Linked DNA regions of Anas platyrhynchos: region 2 is linked to region 1. A link is a contact called in public Hi-C data. All regions are on one chromosome and are shown on one strand. The core of a region is the stretch at or near the end of the contact, and the rest is flanking DNA. Distances in the headings are between cores, read along the strand shown. Region 1 overlaps MGLL (monoglyceride lipase). Region 2 holds the start of SEC61A1 (SEC61 translocon subunit alpha 1).

Evidence for each region. A called contact is a pair of places that touch in the nucleus more often than the background predicts.
Region 2: a contact with region 1 is called in a Hi-C map of F1 follicle, with 2.7 times the contacts expected there. The contact joins the promoter of SEC61A1 here to the enhancer-like site in region 1. A contact is called at or near these places in 6 of 8 Hi-C or Micro-C datasets (F1 follicle, F5 follicle, liver and 2 more).

What each region holds. Positions count from the first base shown.
Region 1 is chr13:11,619,569-11,622,381 of IASCAAS_PekinDuck_T2T, reverse strand. MGLL (monoglyceride lipase) reads left to right here. Exons shown (of 8, transcript XM_013092331.5): 8 at 1-681. Among named protein-coding and RNA genes, the nearest start is that of ABTB1, 34 kb to the right of the region's middle. Within about 2 kb of position 1,476, at least 5 of the 8 cell types and tissues checked have an H3K27ac peak or open chromatin away from gene starts, as enhancers often do. A contact at or near this core is called in F1 follicle and F5 follicle, where this site is marked.
Region 2 is chr13:11,748,549-11,751,522 of IASCAAS_PekinDuck_T2T, reverse strand. It overlaps SEC61A1 (SEC61 translocon subunit alpha 1), which reads right to left and starts at 1,414. Exons shown (of 12, transcript XM_027468055.3): 1 at 1,261-1,414. The coding sequence starts at 1,267.

The sequences.
Region 1 (2,813 bases), core at 227-2,726:
AGCAGATGCACGTGGATCAGCTGAGGCTGGTTTGCACCAGCTGCAGCTCTCAGCCCGCATACTCCAGCTCCCTGCTGCTCCCTTCCCCTGCCCATAAACTACTTTACATTGACCCAGTTTGGTTTCACTGTGCCCCGGAGGAACCCTCCCTTTGCTGACCAGATTAGTAATGAGCAGAGCTGCTGCCAGGGGAAATGTAATTAAACTCCATTTCCAAGCGGCAGGTACTGTTTGCAGGGAGCACGGCCGGCCTCACGAGCATTGCTGTGCAGAGACGTGCTGGAGACTGGTCTGCCTTGGAGAATCGGTGGCACCCGTGACCGAGCAATAGCACCGTGCAACTCCCACCTGTGTCACCCACCTCCTGTAGCACTGGGAGACCATTCCCCTCCGCCCAACCCATCACATTTCCTATTTCGCCTGTTCTTTTTACACCACTTACCTTAGCACACTGCCAGCACAAATCCATGGAGATCACATTTATTTTTCCAAGTAATTTCCAAGCTTGTCTCTCTTGTTCCGTTGTGTCCCAGTTCAATAAAATACATTTATATATATATATATACATATATAAAAGCGTATATACATACACGTATTTTCAGTGGGAAACCATATACGAGTTTAGAATTCTTAAAGGAATACAAGGTATATTGCAACTAATAATAAAGTTATGTTTTCTGAGCGGAGTGTGTTTGAGAGCATCATTTATAACCACCGTGTCTCTGGAGGGTGAGAAGGGAGAGGCACAAAGATATTAAACCCAGCTTGTGGAGGGGCACCTGCAGCCCCTGCGCATTGCTGCTGTGGCTGGTGCTTGCTCCCCAGCCACCATGGACCAGGGGGTCTGGGTCGGAGGTTGCCTTTCTGCTCAAAAGTTGTTTTTTTTGGAAGCCCTGTGCTACTGTTTGCTGTAGCCCGGAGCAGCCCAACAAGAGCCACCAGGGCACTGCAGCAGTGTTTCCTCGTGTGCTTCTCCTGCCCCGCATGGGACAGGGGTCCGGAGCTGACGGAGGAGCCTGCGATGTCAGACAAGCTCAGCCTGCTTTGAGACCTGCTCCCCACACTTCCACAAGCCCGTTAAAATATTATTTCTGTCCTGAAATGTGCCCAGTTGGAACAGGAGGCATGCGCACCGCGGCCAGGCAGAGCAGCAGGGTAAATGCCACCTCGTGTCCCTGGCTGTGAGTCCAAAGAGGGCCGGGGAGTGGGGCCAGCCCCTCGCCAGCTGCCAGGCAGTGCCCAAAGCGAGTGAGAGCCCGGCCAGCCCAGCCCCAGTTCGGTGCATTCAGGGTGCCCTGGTGCAGGAATCCTCTCCTGCAGGTACCGGTGCCCAGTCCATCGCCCTTCATCATCCTCATCCTCCTTTCTGGCGGTGTGTCTTACCCAGCGTTTCCACACCACCACCACCACCACCACCCGGGGCGCAGCGATCTGTCACGGCCGTGGGTGGCCTTGCTGTTTTTAGCACGTGCTCGTGGCCCGACCCCACAGGCCAGCAGGAGGCTGAGGCTTTGCGCCTGTTCCCCCAGCTCGTGCCAGGCCTTGTGCTGCCCTGAGCTGGCGGCTCCTCTCTGGGCTGGGCAGGCGTCCCCCGGCCTCTGCTGTGACACTGCGGTAAAGGGGGACAGCTGACCCCGTCCCTGCCCTGCATGGACCAGGGCAAGCAGGGGAAGCTCTTCAGTGCCTGGAAGCACTCCAGGAATTTGGATGCAAAACAATTCCTATGGGATCAATGAGGAGCTGGGATGGGTCGCGCTGATGTGTGAGCAAGGGAAACTTGGCAGAGGGACCTGCCTGGCCTGGGGTGGAGCGGAGGGGAGGACAGGATGTCCAGCATGGAAAACACTTGTGCTGTCCTGAGAGATAACACACAGAGGGGAAGCAGTGGAGCTCAGGTGGGAAGGATGAGTGGTACCTTTCCTGCAGCAGCATAGGAAGGGCCCACAGCCATCCCCTGGCTGACCGCAGGGCAGAACCCCAGGAGAAGCAGAGCCTCTCCAGCCTTCCCAAGGCCAGCAGCTCTCCTTCCACAGCGTTGTCTTTATCTCAACAAAAAACACACTGGCAGCACCAGCGCAGCTCTGCTCAGGCCAGCAAAACAAACCCTGAAGCTGGCGGGGTGCACGGGCTGGATGCAGACAGCTCTGCTTCCCGATCCAGAGCAAAAACAAGGATGTTCCCTCACCATGGGTTGCGGGGTCAGCTTTGTGCTGGAGCGAAGGCGACAAGCATCCTGCCCGCAGCACAGGGCTGCCCTTGTGCTGGCCACATCAAAAGCGCCAGCAGAGCCCAGCTTCCAGCCCATGCACTTTGAACACCAAGCCCACTATTCCCGTGCCGAGCGCGTGCGCGTCCCCCACTGCATCCTAACCCAGCACGGGGGCACTCGCGTGACTGGCAAGCCCCCGGCCCCCAGAGAATGCCAAAAGTTTGCACGCACGCCTGAGCTGCCCTCTTAGCACAGTGAAAGTCCTACAGCCAGCAGAGCAAGAGAAACACTTTCCACTTGTGTGCCTTCAGACCGAAAAGGCTGTTGTTGGATTGCAGGCGTGATCAGAAGTAACAGCGGGAATAAAGAAACGCCATCTCCTCCAGGCATCGAGGAGGGAAGGAGCAGTCATCCCAGGAGGAGCAGGACAGAGCCCATGCCCTGAATAGTTGTGAAGATGCCGTGCTCAAGGGGAAGCATCTCGGAAGGAAAATCTTTCTGGACAATTTGCCCGAGGCATTCCCAGCTTCTTAACAAGAGCTTTGGGGAATTTGAAAGAGGTTGAACTTGCCGCCAACAAACTTGGTTTAAAAACTCCTGGATA
Region 2 (2,974 bases), core at 165-2,664, 130 kb before region 1:
CACGTGCAACAGTTCAAGTTACTTTCATGAAGTTCACATGCACTGACCTCCTCCTAGTTTAAAGGACATATTCCTACAACAGAAGAGTCAAAGCTATCTGTCTTAGTCTTAGAAAAAAAAAAAATCAAACCACAAAAGAACAGTATCTGCAATGTCAGAAGTTCACCTATGAGCAATCAGATCTGATTCGGAACAGTTAATGCTAAACTTCTCAAGGCAAACCTAAGACTGCACATACATTTTGTACTGAATTAAAATGCTTAAGACAACGCAGAGGAACTGAAACTACCAATAACCTTCTAATTATTTGTGGAAGGCGGCAAGTTTAGCATTTCTTAATTTCAAACTATTACTAGCCTGAAGAAGGTACACCAGATTGTGGTTTTAAACCTTAACCATGCTGTGAGCCTCTCCTACACCTCAGATAAATAAAGATTGCTTAAGATGCTTTTCAAGAGGCTGGCATGTTCCTCCTCATGCTAACAAGCCTAGGAAGACTTTCATAGAATGGCCTGGGTTGGAAGGGGCCTCAAAGATCACCCAGTTCCAACCCCCTGCCATAGGCAGGGACACCTGCCACTAGATCAGGCTGCCCAGGGCCTCATCCAGCCTGGCCTTGAACACCTCCAAGGATGGGGCATCCATAACCTCCTGGGCAACCTGTTCCAGTGCCTCACTCCTCTCTGAGTGACGAATGTCCTCCTACCTCTGATCTAAACCTCCTCTCTCTTTTAGTTTAAAACCATTCCCATTGTCATGCCAGTACCCGATTAATAAGAGTCGCTCTCTGTCTTTTTTGAGTCCCCTTCAAGTACTGAAAGGTCACAACGAGGTCCCCCTGAAGCCTTCCCTTCTATACCTGCACAGCCCCAGCTCTCTCAGCCTTTCTTCATAGGAGAGGCGCAGAGCTCAATTCCCTGGGTTTCCTCCCCGACTGCCTACTGACAACAGCACCGCTCCTTGGCCGCACCACCATGACCAGCCCCCACCTGACAGCCCATCCCTGCCTCTCTGTGCCTGCTAGAGCCGGGCTGGGCAGCACGGGGCACTCCGGAGAGCGAAGAAAACGCGAAATCCCCTGAAGAGAAACCCGCCAAGCCAGGGGGCACCCCCAGAGCGGGGCAGCGAGGCCTGGCCGCGGGCCCAGCGGCCTGGGAGCTGGCGGGGGCAGCGCTGCGCCCCCTCAGCCCGCACCCCCGAGCCCCCCAGCCCCTCATCCCCTCATCCCTCTGCCCCCGAGCCCCCACCCCCGGCACTCACTGCCCATGGCGGCCCCGGTCGGGAGCGAGGAGCGCGGTGGCGGCGGCCCGGCAGGGACACGTCAGGACTGAGCCCGGCCGCCCCCTGCCCCTTCCGCTTCCTGCCACGCGCCGCGTCCCACAGCGCCGCCGCAAACCCTGCGGCGAGGAGACTACAAGTCCCAGCATGCACCGCTCGGGGGGTACAGCCCGCCCGCCAGACACCGCGGGTGCTCATTGGGGCCTTTCAAATCAATGCAACCAATCGGGTGGTGGAGGCGGGGCGCGCGGATGGGTGGGAGTTGTAGTCTCGCGGCTGCCGGCCGCCATCTTAATGAGGTGTGAGAGTGGCGCGTAGGAGGCGAGGCGTCGGGGTCGCAAGTTGTGTTGAAGACCCCATGTTTCAGCAGCCAGGGATCCTGGCTTTGGTTTAAGAGATTCCAAGAGATAAATAAATACATGAATAAACTCTTTTCATCCGTTTTGTGCTTTTATATCTACAGAAAATAATTTTTTAGACCTTTTCCTGCATTAAGAAACTCCCCACGCACCCCCGCACAAAATGGCAGCCGGCGGTGTCACACAATGCTGTGCGCCTGAGGCTGGGTCTAACACAGCCAGGCCAACCTGGGCCTCTAAGAAAATATAAATTCACTGGTAAAAATGTGCAACATCATGTCATGTGTCCATGAAGCCCTGGCATATCAGTGCACTTCTATGCCACACAGGAGTGCCAACAAGTGAAAAGCGGTCACATTGACTTGCTGCTGAAGATGTTTCTGATAGTATCATACTGTCTTGTCTGATTTGCATTTATAGAAGAACTTATCCTTTGTCTGAAAACTAAGGGTAAACAGAAGTTTGAGGAAAGAGAAAAACCAATAGACGTACCGATACAAAGCAATTAGTGTATAGAGTGTGAAACCAGTAGTGGCTTCCACAAATCTCATTAGTTTCCAGGCACTTAGGTATGGTTTGTTTGATTAGTCAATCCCCTCTTTCCTGAGATTAACTTTAAAATAACTAGGCCTAATTCCCATTTCCACACCCATTTCCTGCTTTCCTGCTTCCCTCCCCCCCACCACAACATTATCTTTGCCCAGATCAAGGCTTCTGAGCTGTGCATCTCTACTAAGAGTTATCAAAGACATCTACCAATGGCACTGAAAATGTTTCAGTCAGCTCTTGTCCGATGGAGCTTATTTTAAAACATCCAGTTTATCTAAACTGGTTTTATCCCACCCATTTCCAATTAATGAGAAAACAACTGTTTTTGCTGTTAATGGTTGGACTCAATCATCTTAGAGGTCTTTTCCAACCTAAATGATTGTATGATTCTATGTGGAGTTGTTTTAGTGAGATCTTCTTGGCTTACTACAGGGGCAGTGACTTGATTCGCCAAAGTCTGGAGGAAGAGAGGGAAGAATTAGCAGTAATTTCGTGGAAGTCTGAGCAAGGAATCAGCAAGAGGGATTCAGTGGATTGATGGTAGAAGCAAACAGTGAAATGCCAGAATTTTGCCAAATTTATGAAAATAAGGGAAACTGTTGTGAGAGATGCTGATAGCATCGCTGTGCCAGATCACTGTTAAATTAGAAAGGATAACATGGCTTTGTCCTTATCTAAACAGCTCATCTGCTTTTAGCCATTTAGAAGTCAGATGTCTAGGTAGTTGTCTAGACTGCATGCTCAACGGAGATGCTGATGAGCACTTTTGGAGAAATGTTGACTCCACT